2 separate regions of the Hordeum vulgare genome follow, and region 2 is linked to region 1. The links are chromatin contacts, called in public Hi-C maps. All regions are on one chromosome and are shown on one strand. Each heading gives the region's core, a stretch centred on a gene start, on an enhancer-like site or on the middle of the called end of the contact. The rest is flanking DNA. Distances are from core to core; before and after follow the strand shown. Region 1 holds the start of LOC123440191 (non-classical arabinogalactan protein 30-like). Region 2 has its middle 22 kb from the start of LOC123441879.

Region 1 (7,030 bases), core at 2,143-4,642:
ATATTAATTCTACTTTTAGCTCCTCGTTTGGTTTAACGCTCTTACTTATCAAAAAAGGCTACAAATGATTTAATATACTTGTGGCTTATCAAGACCTTTTTCTGGCGCCGTTGCTGGGAAGCAATAGCTTGGGGTTGATATTCTCGTGTGTGCTTGTTTGCTTTATCATTAAGTAATTTTATTTTCTATTCTGTTTTATATATTTAGTTATGAATATGGGGCACAAAACACCAAAAAAATAGTTGTACTTGCTATTCATGGAGATGGAAACCTCCTAAAACCTTCGATGCTCGTTATATGAAAAACATTAAATGATACTCCCTTCGTCCCAAAATAAGTGTCTCAAGCTTAGTACAACTTTGTAGTAGAGCTAGTATAAAATTGAGACACTTATTTTAGAACAGAGAAAGTATTTTAAGAATTCTCAGAAATTCACATTCAACTTGATAATGGGAGATACGTTGATCAACATGAGTACTTTAGGGATTCTCGCTTCACTGAAAAAGGGAAACAATCCGATCAATGTCTGCGGACGCGACGATCGCTCTCCACGAACTCTTGAGGGGTCGAATTTACCTAGTCCGGTTGTAGATACTCTAAATCTTAGAAAGATCATCATTCTGTATGGTTTGGTTATGGGGATGCTAGTGGCTGTTTGCTGGCGCTTTTCAGCTTACAAGTGCACGTATGCTATACTATGTACTATGTCAAAAATCAGTAACAAACTATATAAAGCCAAACGGATGACATCAGCACCATGAAAACCTATCCTGAAATTTTAAAAAATCAGTTACCTTCAAATGAGTCGGACAAATCAAAATCCGTTTCTTTCCGAGTTTCATGGCGTGACCCCCGCGTCGTCGCTCCTGGCGACTCGGGGGCGAACCCTCCCGTCGTCGGCGGCCCCCTCTCCCCCTCCCACTCGCTTTGCCGCTGCCGGAGGGGACGTCGGCGAAGCCACGCGCGCCCTGGGGATGACGGCGACGGGGCCCCTCGGGCTCTGGCGGCGGGATCTCGGGCTCTGGCGGCGGGATCTCAGGCTCTGGCAACGGGATCTCGGGCTCCGCCGGCGTTGGCCCGCGGGCTCTCGTGCTGCGGGATCTCGCCCATCCGGGCTGCCATGGCGGATGTGGGGCGTGCGACCAGTAGGGAGCGGCGACCGAGCGCGTCTGCGGTGGCAGGGGGCGTTGTCTGCGGCAACCATGGTTTCGGCGGTGTCGGCTCCGGTCAGGGGACGGTGCACTTGGTTATGGTCAGCCGACTGGCTGCTATGGCGGCCGGCGGCGCCAGATCTGGCCGCTGTCCTCCGGCCCTCATCTGTGGGCCTCTCTCCTACGGACTTGGCGGTGCCGGCGTTTGCCGGAGCCCTACATGCGGGTGAAGCCGGTGGAGGAGATTCGGATTGGGGGAAACCCCTTGGTTGGCCCAGGCCGGCCTCGCCGACGACGACGCTCAAGGGCGCCGTTTTTTTTAAGACGTCGGTATACATCTGCTCCTCTGCTCCCCCTCCTTGCCTCTAGGGTGAAAACCCTAACTTCGGTGGGCGGCGGCGGCGCCCTTGACGTCGTGACCTTCCTGAAGGCGTCGCCTTGAGGGCTGAGTGGTGGTGGGCACTGTGTGGGTCCTGAACGGTTGCTGGAGGTGGGCTCTGCTTCGGGGGAAACCCTAGGATCTGGTCTTCCAGATCGGATGATGCCGGTACTGCGGTGCCGTTTCTCTCTTTGGAGCATCGTTGGTGGAGCAGCGCTGGCGGACTGAGGCAGGAGGTGGAGCGACTTCGTCTTGCATGGAAATTCGATGGAGCTGTCAAGTCATACCTGGCCGACAGGTGCTACGCTGAGTCATGCCTGGTTGGCAGGTGCTACGCACGGCAGATCTTCCGGAGTCTTCGCAGCTGGACGGTTGAGCGCAGGGCGGTGGCGTCGTTGGGCGCCGTGGTGGCGTCGACAGATGATTGGACTCGCAAGGATGATGCGGATCTCTTTCCTGAAGATGGGTCAGTGGTTCAAGGATGATGACGACTGGTAAAACGTGTGCGTGAGGTATGCGTTTTAGATGTGCTGCACCGTCTGTTGTTCCTGGCACGTTATGTGGATGGATTAGAAACAACACCGGTTTTAGATATGTGGAGTGAGAGCACTCCATATTATCGAGTTTGTAGATGTGAGTGATAGCTTTGAATGAATTGACGTATACTCTTTTTAGATCTTTGTGAAATAATTAATAAGATGGCTGCATGCATCGATTGATGCAGAAGCCGGGGGTTTAACCTCCTTTTAAAAAAAGTAAAAAAAATTTAAAATCCGTTTTTACTGTTGTGTTTTTCATGACTAGTTGGTCGAAACTAGATCAGCAGTTCGACGAATATTATGTTTCAGAAACGAAAAGCAACTTTGTAATAGCGATATGGTTTTCCAACCCGTAGCGATTATCTTTCTACCACGACGAGCAAAATCAATCATATTTTGTACATTTATCCAACGGTGAAAACAAATCGTATTTCAGCAAAGTAATTGCTTGCATATCGTTCAAAGTGCTTTTGTGTAGTTTATATGACATGCCCCAGTTTCTTCAAATCAACATACAATACATTAAAAATACATGTTTACAAATAGAATTTTGCCATGCTAATTTGTGCTTTGAAAAATACAGGGGGTGAGTTTTTAATCAAAAATATAAAATATCAGTAGTACCCCGACACAACGCGCGTGCACGGGAACCTCGCGAAGCCCAAACTTGATGGATCCAATCAGCACTTGCCGGGCTTCTTGGGCCCGAACACGAAGTCGCCGGCCGTGTAGACCGCCTGCAGCCCGTCGGGGAGCGTCACGAACTTGCGGAACTTGAGCGGCGACCCCTTGTCGTCGTTCCCGCGGGGCTTGACGGGCACTCCGCACGCGCGCGCCGGCGACCCCAGCACGTACACCTTGCAGTCCTTGCTAGTGAAGGGCGCCGACTGCTGCGCCGTCTGGATCTGGAAGTAGCCGCGCTCGTCCGTGGCGCCCCACACCGACAGCGCCCACTCCCCGCGCCTGCACCGCAGCAGCGCGGGGGCATCTGCGTCGACAAAACAAGAGGCGGATTAGCAGATGAACAATGGTGTTTTTGATCCGTGTGGGCTGCTGGCCTGCGGCGCGCGCGCGCGCATACGTACTCGGGAGCGGGGACGCATTCCTGGACTGGACGTAGCCGGCGTACCGGCACCCCTTGCACCAGACGGCGCCCTCGACGCCGATGGTGAAGTTCAAGTTCGGCCGCGGCCGCGGCAGGCCCATCGCCGAGCCGCTGCCGGGGAGGCAGCCCACGGAGAGGACCAAAATGGCGAGGCAGACCAGGAGGCATCTCGCGAGCAAAGCCATTGTCGTAGCTTGCTAGTGGTGTGATCAAAGGAGAGCTCGTGATGTGATGATCGTGGCAAGCCTGAGAAGAGGGTTCGTTTTATAGGCTGGCGTGCATGTGTAGGTGAATCGAACCCCGGATTCCGGTTGGCGATATTGCTTTGGATCGATCGTAGATTGGCTCGCACGCGCGAGGAAGATGCGGTATCGATGCATTGCAAGGCTCGGGCGTACTGGCCCTACTGGGGAAACGGGGCTGACCGGACGTCGGGGCTGACGTACGTCATTCATACATGCATGTGGCTGGTGGCAGGTGCCTTGCAAGCTAAAACAGCACCGTCTAATAGAGCCTTTTGTACTCGAGAAGATGAATAATACTTAGGCTGTGTTTGGTTTTAAGGGACTAGATTATTTTTACTTTCAGGGACTAAAAAAAAATTCCTTTCAATAGAGTTTTTTTGTTGTTCTTTATGAAAAAGTCCCTCCTATTTGGTTATATAGGGACTAAAAGAGCGGAAATTGCTTTTGGCTCCCGAGCTCCATGGAGCCCTTTAAGTTTGAAACTCAAATTTCATGAAAATTCATATTTTTATAATTCAAAAAATTCAGAAAAAAATACAGGGATAAGTGAAGGCGTAACACACATGTGTGTAAATTTTCAGAAAAAAATACATTGAAATGAGGGCTGTGCAAAAAAGACAAATCTGAGGCTTTTTTACACATGACACTATTCATCATTTCAGGGCATGAATTTGTCTTTTTTGTGCAGATCGTATTTCAAGGTATTTCATCCTAAATTTTTGCACACATACGCATAACATCCTTCTTTACTTCCATATTTTTTTTCAGATTTTTTTGAAACTGAAAAGTTTGAATGTTGAATTATTCAAAATTTCAGCCTCCATGGAGGCCGAGCTCCAAACGTCCGAACTCCTAAAAGAGACTTTTTTTAGTCTAGTCCCTGTAAACAAATAGGGACTTATTACTATAGACCGTTGTTACCTGATGAGTAGGTTAGGGACTGTTTTACTTCATAAAATCTAGTTTCGCTTCATCAAATCCATTTTAAAACAGATTCATACAAAAATAAAGCTTTTATCTAACTCCAGCTTTAAGAATGAGAAATTTGATAAAAAGATATATCTAATTGAATGAATGGAAAGAAACGATAGAGTATCCACTTACTGATGACAGTGATGGATAATTTATTTCCAACTTTAGCTTTTACATTTTATTAAAGCACATTTTAAAGAGTTTTATAAAAATATGAAGTTGTAACCTAGATTTTAGTTTTTCAAAGCGACATGTCATGAAGCTATTCCGTTTAATTTGTGTTTTTTAAAACGGAGTTGAATTTAAAGAGCGAAGTAGTTTCAAACAGGCTCTTAATCAGGTATTTACTTCATCACTTGGATACTTGGCCGCGCAAATCCGTGGGCGTCGGCCGGGCGGCGGCGCCGTTACGCACTAGCGCTGGAAGGTGCACACAGCAGCAAAGGGGCGCCGATACTTCAATTTGCATGCAAAGGGATGCCATCATTGTCCTGATCGTTGGATCGATGGCTAAACATATATCGCCGCCCCACGATTTCACGCTTGCAAAGTCAACCCCAGCATGGCAGGATTTCTTCTGTTGCTGTACATAACTTGTTCCCGTGGAAATTAAGGACAATAAAACTGAACCACTTTGCTGCCTTCTCACGCCCTCTGTTTTTTCGTCCGTTGGATCGCGTGGTCTGGTCGTCGTTGGCCATCCGATCGCTAACTAGCGGGTCTGTCCTTAAGGGAAGCTACTCCCGTAGAAAAATCTGACCATCCTGGTTAATCGGGCCTGGCACCCGACTAAAGCCCATGAAGCATTTTCTCATCGAATGCACGATCCAGGGCCGGCCCTCAACATAAAAACGAAACAAAAATGTGAGCCAGCCTGGGGAAAACTAGGTACGCCGCCGCCGCCGCCGCGAGATAACGCACCTAGCTAGCCGGCGGTGAAATCATCTCCCCCTCGATCCTTCCCAGTGTCCATTGCCTCCAGGCCGCTACCACCTCACCTCCCTATTTTGCTGCTCTGTGCTGGTCGGAGGGGAGAGGAAGATGAAAGGATGAGCACCAACGGATGGGAAGAAGGGGAGCTCGAGCTGGAATGGACAAGGCCGAACATTTCGGCTCCTCGGACCTCGACATCGAACGGCGGCGCACTAGGAGTCCACGGCTCGTCAGCTCGCCGCACGGCCTGGGCGTTCCCAGGCGCGATTGTCACCACGCTTGTGCCCTACATGGACGCCGCTATACTTTGTTGGAAATATGCCCTAGAGGCAATAATAATTAGTTATTATTATATTTCTTTGTTCATGATAATCGTTTATTATCCATGCTATAATTGTATTGATTGGGAGCACAATACTTGTGTGGATACATAGACAAAACACTGTCCCTAGTAAGCCTCTAGTTGACTAGCTCGTTGATCAAAGATGGTCAAGGTTTCCTGGCCATAGGCAAGTGTTGTTACTTGATAACGGGATCACATCATTAGGAGAATCATGTGATGGACTAGACCCAAACTAATAGACGTAGCATGTTGATCGTGTCATTTTGTTGCTACTATTTTCTGCGTGTTAAGTATTTGTTCCTATGACCATGAGATCATATAACTCACTGACACCGGAGGAATGCTTTGTGTGTATCAAACGTCGCAACGTAACTGGGTGACTATAAAGATGCTCTACAGGTATCTCCGAAGGTGTTCGTTGAGTTAGTATGGATCAAGACTGAGATTTGTCACTCCGTATGACGAAGAGGTATCTCGGGGTCCACTCGGTAATACAACATCACACACAAGCCTTGCAAGCAATGTGACTTAGTGTAAGTTGCGGGATCTTGTATTACGGAACGAGTAAAGAGACTTGCGAGTAAACGAGATTGAAATAGGTATGCGGATACCGACGATCGAATCTCGGGCAAGTAACATACCGAAGGACAAAAGGAATGACATACGGGATTATATGAATCCTTGGCACTGAGGTTCAAACGATAAGATCTTCGTAGAATATGTAGGATCCAATATGGGCATCCAGGTCCCGCTATTGGATATTGACTGAGGAGTCTCTCGGGTCATGTCTACATAGTTCTCGAACCCGCAGGGTCTGCACACTTAAGGTTCGACGTTGTTTTATGCGTATTTGAGTTATATGGTTGGTTACCGAATGTTCATCGGAGTCCCGGATGAGATCACAGACGTCACGGGGGTTTCCGGAATGGTCCGGAAACGAAGATTGATATATAGGATGACCTCATTTGGTTACCGGAAGGTTTTCGTGCATTAGCGGAAAAGTTTCGGGCTCATCGGTAGTGTACTGGGAGTGCCGGGAGGGGTGCCGGGGACCATCAGGAGGGGTGTCACGCCCCAAGGGGTCTCATGGGCTATGGGAAGAGATAAACCAGCCCATAGTGGGCTGGAATAAGTTCCCACTAAGGCCCATAAGGTTTGAGAAGGAAAAAACACAAGGTGGAAAGAGTTTCCAAGTGGGAAGGTGGAATCCTACTCCAAGTAGTATTGGAGTAGGACTCCTCCACCTCCAATTTCGGCCAAACCTTTAGGTTTTGAGGCTGCCTCCTCCCCTCCCTCCCTCCTATATATAGTGGGGTTTTAGGGCTGATTTGAGACAACTTTTGCCACGGCAGCCCGACCACAT
Region 2 (7,030 bases), core at 1,947-4,446, 810 kb after region 1:
ATGCAAGTTCGTAAAGTAACCATAAGAAGGGATATGCCCACGTCCAAATAAATTTACGGCATCGGTGTCGCTAGATAAAGCTATATGTCATAGGCTAGAGTACCAGCTAGCACATTATGGTAGGTTTTATGCTGAACGGCATGCAAAAAATTCCATAACTTATAAATTTGTAGATGATGACTAAAACCATATTTTGAATATCTATATTTTTAAACACTTGACTACATGCATGGGTCTGTCACAGAAATAAGTAGTAGCAAGGAAAAATGGCATGTGTGTCTGTCACCGGAAATATGATACTAGCTTCTCATAAACTAATTTAATGGGTCCCACATCTTTGGTGAAGCCACTACCATTGAAATAATATACGAAGCAACTGCATAATTTTTTAGGTTAGCACAACATTTTATAACTATGGCATATTCTAAGTCAGCCTAAAACAAAGTTTAGGGCCTCTCTGGAAGTGGAAATTAAGAAACGGCTAGGATTAAGACATATAGAATTACAATTTAGTGGCATGTCTAACACTACAAGAATAATAACACATGTATTCCTTTCAAAGAAATGCTTACATTTTGCATGAGAAAAACACATGAAATTCGATAGTTTGTGCTGCCTAGAGAAAGACAGAAGAAAGAAAACAGTTTGTAGGATAGAAATACTATAATGTTTATGTTCCTTTGGTGAAAAGCAATTTCCTATTGCACCCCCCATTTTTCATACAAATATTTTTTATTTTGAAGAGGGCCTTCAGGTTTCCAGTATTCCTAATTATACGTTTCTTGCAAGACAAAATCATCTTGTTATTGAAATTGCCAGCTCGTGTTGTAGCACGGGTCCATGACTAGTAATTTAAAAAAGATGTTCTCATCGGCAACAAAGACGTTTGTGATGACTTTACTAATCTCAAGATGTTATATCGGTTTGATATTTTGGATATGTTCATAGAGTAGAGTGTGTACATGTGCCCATAGGGTGAGTGTGTATGTGTATGTGTATCTGCATTGTACTGTGTTAAAAACATGAGTAATTTTGAAAAAATAATTTTTTAAAGCAAACCAACCTATGGTTGGATGGTTAGAGGTACAGTGGTATCCTCAGTCCATTAAGGTTCAAATTCTGGTGCTCGTATTATTTCTGTATTTATTTTAAAATTTTCGACGATGCGCATTCAGTGGGATGATACGCTTTCGTCGACAATGAGGCGTCTACAATGACTTCATAAATCTTAAGAATATGTGTTGGCTTAGTTTGTCGAAAGTGCTCGTAAAGATAGGACATGTGTGGCTGCGTTTATAAGGGATGACTGCATGCGCGTATATATATAAGCTGTGGCGTTTATACTGTGTGCGATAATAATTTATATTTAGAATCTTAAAAAATAAGTAATTTCAGAAAGCAATGACAACATGAGGAAAGCTCCTAATCCACGCTTATAGCGGCCACTCGAGAAGCAACGCTCATGGGGAATTTCTGTGGGCCGCGACCCAATTAGTAAGTGGGTTTGCTTGCCGAAATCACTAATTAGCGAGTACACCTTTCAACGATTACTCTTACTTTCACATGTTGCCACAAATGGCATACTGCATGCGTGTCACTTGTCACAACCTGTGAGTTTTTTTTCGTACATTCGTTTTTTCAAAACGTTTTATCTCTTAAACCGTGCGTTCAAATCTCGAACCGATTTCATCGTTGGCTTTCTCGCGTCGAGATCTTAAAAACTAGATCCCATGTTGATAGTTTTTATGAACTTTTTTCATGAAGAAAACCATAAGAAAAAAACTGGACGAAAAAACTATGCCTCATGCGATAGAAAAAAAACAGAAAACATGGTTTTTTTTCTTTCCGAGAGGCATGGGTCGTGCCTCCCGCGAAGGCAAAACCGTGCCTCTCGCGGAAGCAAAACCGTGCCTCTCGTGAAAAAAAGATAGAGCAAAAAATGTGTATTTTCCCTTTTTGGAAGAGGCACGGGCGTGTCTCTTGCAAAGGCAAAACCGTGCCTCTCGCAAAAAAAACAAAAAACAAAAAACACGTTTTTTCCTTTCGGGAGAGGCACGGGCGTGCCTCTCGCAAAGGCAAAATCGTGCCTTTCACGGAAGCAAAACCGTGCCTCTCGTAAAAAAACAAAAAACACGTTTTTTTTCCTTTCCGAAAGACACGGGCGTGCCTCACGCGAAGGCAAAATTGTGTCTTTCGTGAAAGCAAAACTGTGCCTCTCGCAAAGAAATGAAAACGCGTTTTTTTTCTTTCTGAGTGGCACGGTCGTGCCTCTCGCGAAGGCAAAGCCGTGCCTCTTGCAGAAGTAAAACTGTGCCTCTCGCAAAAAAAAAGAATTTTTTCGCATAAAATAAAAAAGAAAACGCGTTTTTTCTGAAAAAATGTATTATTTTTTTCGTCCAAAAGTTACGAAAGACCGTGCAAACCATAACATCAAAAAATCAGAAAAAAACACTAAAAAAGGCGAAAATGTGTGCGAAAAAATAAAAATAAATAAAATCCGAAGGGAACAGTCAAAACGTGACACGTGGCAGGGGCTAAAAACGCTCCAAATGGCGGCGCGTGGGAGCGATCGCTGGAAGGCTCGTGAGGAAGGGTTAGCTAACTAGTTGTTCCCCTTGCTTGCTCAGGCAAATTTCCGACTGTCACAGCTCAAAATCATTAATTAAGGAGTATGGAATTTCCTGGGAGCTCCTATACAACGCCTTAACCGCAGGTCTGGCAAACTGGCGCATGCGGACCTCCTTCTTATGGGCCGGCCCATGTTAAATGTGTTGGTCCTTAAAAAAGTTCACCGATTTTCAAAATATATTTATATATTTTCAAAAAGATCACAGAATAAAAAAAAATATTGATTTTCAAAAAAAGTTCATTAATTTTAAAAACAGTTCACTGATTTTGAAAAAAAATCATGAATTTTAAATTATGCTCTCCAATTTTCCAAAATATTCATCTTTAAAAAAAATAAATCATCGACTTTCAAAAAAGTTCACGGATTTTCAAAAAAGTTCGTTGATTTGGATAAAAGTTCAGGGGCTAAAATACAGATCCGATCTCTAAACAGGCCGGCCCATGCGAAGCTCTGGAGGCGTCGGTTAGTAAAATTTGTCTTTAACCGGCGCTTGTGGCGCTAAATAGGGTTTTTCGAATTACCTATTAATCTCTTGTTGCGAAGCCTTGTCGTGGCTATGCATAGGGATTCCGACCGATCATTCGTGAATGGGTTAGCCCGTTTCACGTTCCAGTGCCCCTGTTTTGAGAACCTTCTAGACCTTTTTCCGTTGATTTTTTTTCTAGTTCTCGAAAAGACTTAGAAGATTCCATGAAATGATTTTTTCTTTTTTCTCTATTCGTTATTTTCTTTAATATTTCTGTTCAAATTGTTTTCTAGATTTTCATAAAATGTGCTTGATTTTTAAAAAATGCTTGTGATTTTGGAAAAATGTCCTGTACTTTCAGAATATGTTCCTCAAATTCGGAAAAAGTTTTTCTTTTCATAATTTATTCTAGAATTTCAAAAAATGTTCTATATTTTCAAAAAATGCTTTTCTAAATCAAAAGTTATTTTTGCTTTTTAGAAAAAATTCTGGATTTTTGAAAGATGTTATAGATTTTCGAAAAGTGTTCAGAATATTCACATTGTTTTTCTTAAAATTCGAAACATATTCTTGCTTTTTCAAAAACTATTCTGGATCTTAAAAAAATTTCGAGATTTTTAGAAAATGTTTTGTATTTTTAAAAAATGTTCGGTATTTAACATAATATGTTCGAAGCTTCGAAATATTTTCCCATTTTTCGTGGAATTTCAAAATTTGTTCCTAAATTTTAAAAATATTCGCGTTTTCATTTTCTCAGAAGTTTTAGAAAATGTTCCGGTTTCAAACATTGTTCACAAAATTCAAAAAATCTTCAAGATTCTTTTGCAGATTCAAAAAATGTTCCAGCTTAATTTTTGTTTCGCAGATTCACAAAATGTGCACAATTTTATAATTGTGTTCATGAATTTGAAATTTATTCATGTTTCAAAATTTGTTCACAATTTGAACAATGTTTACAGTTTCAAAATTTGTTCACAATTCGAAAAATGTTCAATATTTATAATTTTGTTCACGAGTTTGAGAATATGTCTGGATTTTGAAAAGAATTTTCTTTAGTTTTCATAAAAATATTATTCGGTTTCAAGAAAATTCTGCTCACACTTTCAAAATGTGTTCAACTTTTCAAATTTTGTTCATGCATTCAACATTGCTTTCAATTTTCAAAAAAATGTTTTCCAAATATCCTCGGTATTGTGTCTTCTTATAGAGATTTGAACAAAGATGTTCAGTTATTGTTGTGTGTCCGAGTGGCCATTTGCAAGTGCATTAATTACGAGGTCGCGGGTTTGATTCCATAGGGTTCGCTTATCTTTTTCAACCATTTTTTGTTCCGTGCAACAGAAAACGAAACAAGCAGCGACTTGGTGGGCTGGCCCAGCATTGCGTCGTCCTGTGCGTGCGAGCGACGAGGAGCCTTTCGTGATTTTCACGTCGAGAACTTCAAAACTAGATCTCATGTTGATAGATTTTGTAAAACTTTTTTTTCATGAAAAAACGGACCAAAAAAAAGTGTCTCTCGTGATAGGAAATAAATCAGAAAACACGCTTTTTCGTGCTTTTTTACCCCTTCGGATAAGCACGGCTGTGCCTCTTACGAAGGCAAAACTGTGTCTTTGACGGAAGCACAACCATGCCTTTCGTGAAAAAACTGAGTTTTTTCCTTTTCGAGAGGCACACAATCCAAGCAAAATTGTGCCTCTCGTGAAAACAAAACCGTGCTTCTAGAGAAAAAACTAAAAACGTGTTTTTTCTTTTTCTGAGAGGCATCACTGTGCCTCTCATGAAGACAAAACTGTGTCTCTCGCGAAAGTAAAACCGTGCCTCTTGCAAAAGCAAAAATCGTGCCTCTCACAAAAAAATTATAGAAAACGTGTTTTTTTTCATTCTTGAGAGGCACAACGGTACCTCCCGCGAAGGCAAAATTGTACCTTTCACGGAAGGCAAACTGTGCCTCTCGCAAAAAAAAACACATTTCTCGTGCAAAAAATGAATTTGTTTTGTCAAAAAACTAAGAAAGACCGATGAAAACCAAAACGAAAAAGAAATAAAAAACAATTAAAAAACCGAAAACACGTGCGAAAAAATAAAAAATAAAATTCAAAGGAAGTGCTGAGAGCGCTACACGTGGCGGCGGTTGAGAACGTGCCAAGTGACGCTGCGTGGAAGTACTTGCGAAGGAGCACTCGCTAACTAGTTGTTTTCCATGCAACTTCTTCGATGTGTGCGAGCGACGGTGCGAGACGGGCCGGCCCACTACAAGCATTTTAGTAGTGCGAGGCAATCCAGTCCACGCCTCTAAAATTTGTTCATGCATCTGAAATATCATAATTTTTAAACACATAGCATACCCAAAAAACCACACCCTCTAAAAATAGTTCGTGAAAATGAAAAAAGTGTGTGCATCCAAAAACGTTCATACATCTAAAAAAGTTCATGAATTTTAAATATATTCATGAATTTGAAAAAAAAATGTACATATGAAACAAGTTTGTGAGTTTGAAAGAAAATACACATCAGAATAAAGTTCATCAATTTAAAAGAGTTCATGGATTTCAAAAGTAAATTCATGAACATGACAAAAAAATCATGGACTTTGAAATCCAATGTGAGATTTGAACAAAAAGTTCATGAATTCATAAAAAGTTCTTGGCTTTGAAAAAGAGTTTAACACAAAAAGTTTGTGAATCCAACCACTGAATTTTGATAAGAAATCAAATGGTAAAAAAAGCACAAAAAATTAAAAAATATGGCGGGTTGAAAATAGTTCATGGATATCAAAAAACAATTATAGGATCAAATAAGTTTACAAACTAAAAAATAAGCACAGGAAAAATCAGGAATTTGGAAAAGTTGGTTGTATTTTTTTAAAAGTTCACCAATTTTCAGGAAAATACGAATTGGCAAAACTTCGTGGAGTTGAAAATTTGTTTCAATGTTTTTAGAACATTAAGGAATAAAAAGAAGTCCGTTGATTTTAAAAAAGGTTTAATGATCTGAAATAATTTCCAGATTTATTTTAAAAAATCATGGGTTTGATAAAAATTTCATCATGTTTTCTAAACAATACTCATGGATTTGTATAGGGTTTACGCATTGTGGAAAAATGTTCACAAATTTGGACATAGTTCACCAATTTTTTAAACAATCATGAATTTAATAATGTTAACAAATTCGAAAAAGCTTACGGGTTCATCTTTTTACGAGTTTTAAAATCTTGCTGATTCAAAAAATTCTGGGCGTCGCGTGTGCGATAAGAAAAAACATTGTGCCGTTGAATTATTTCTTGTAAATTTTGGAAAAAAACGTGCATTCAGAAAAAAGTTTTGTAATTTGTAAAATGATGTTTATAATGTACAAAATATCATGACTCAAAAATAGTTTGCATAATTAAGAAAATTTTATGATTCAAAAACCATGATTCAAAAATGTACACAATCTTTAAAAAGGTAATGGATTTGATTTTTTTCACGAAATTGAAATGTTTCATGAATTTTGAAATTGTTCATATTTTGAAAAGAAGTTTGTGAAATTAAAATAAGTAATTTAAAAAATTTAAAGTAAAAAATGTTGAATACAAAAAGGGAAAGGAAAAAAAAGAAAAGGTTAAAAAAATAGAGAGCCAAACAAAAAACTAAGAGAAACAAACAAGAGAAAACTAGCTCACCGTGAAGGCAAACGTGCTATCAAAACCGGTGATGAAAGACCCCCAATTGGGCGGCCTAGTTATTCTATCGGATCCTCCACGTGGGCGCTTGTTTCCAATAAGGTTGTAACTCGTGTGCTAAGCGTTAAATTGGATTTGCCCAAGTGAGAGGCCTAAAGAGAATATTGAAAGCACAACTTCTTCTTAGGTGGTTTTGGTAATTAATAACACTATATATTTCATTGGATTAATGATTTCACCAAGTATATTTCAGGAAAAGGTTCAGCGAATA

What was found. Hi-C and Micro-C count contacts between places; a contact is called where the count stands out from the background.
Region 2: a Hi-C map of leaf shows a contact between it and region 1, with 6 times the contacts expected there. The contact joins the enhancer-like site here to the promoter of LOC123440191 in region 1. A contact is called at or near these places in 2 of 6 Hi-C or Micro-C datasets (leaf and seedling).

What each region holds. Positions count from the first base shown.
Region 1 is chr3H:468,953,268-468,960,297 of MorexV3_pseudomolecules_assembly, forward strand. It overlaps LOC123440191 (non-classical arabinogalactan protein 30-like), which reads right to left and starts at 3,393. Exons shown (of 2, transcript XM_045116765.1): 1 at 3,155-3,393; 2 at 2,523-3,057. The coding sequence starts at 3,359. The coding sequence ends at 2,750.
Region 2 is chr3H:469,760,140-469,767,169 of MorexV3_pseudomolecules_assembly, forward strand. No RefSeq gene overlaps it. Among protein-coding and RNA genes, the nearest start is that of LOC123441879, 22 kb to the left of the region's middle. Within about 2 kb of position 3,197, at least 2 of the 3 cell types and tissues checked have open chromatin away from gene starts, as enhancers often do. A contact at or near this core is called in leaf, where this site is marked.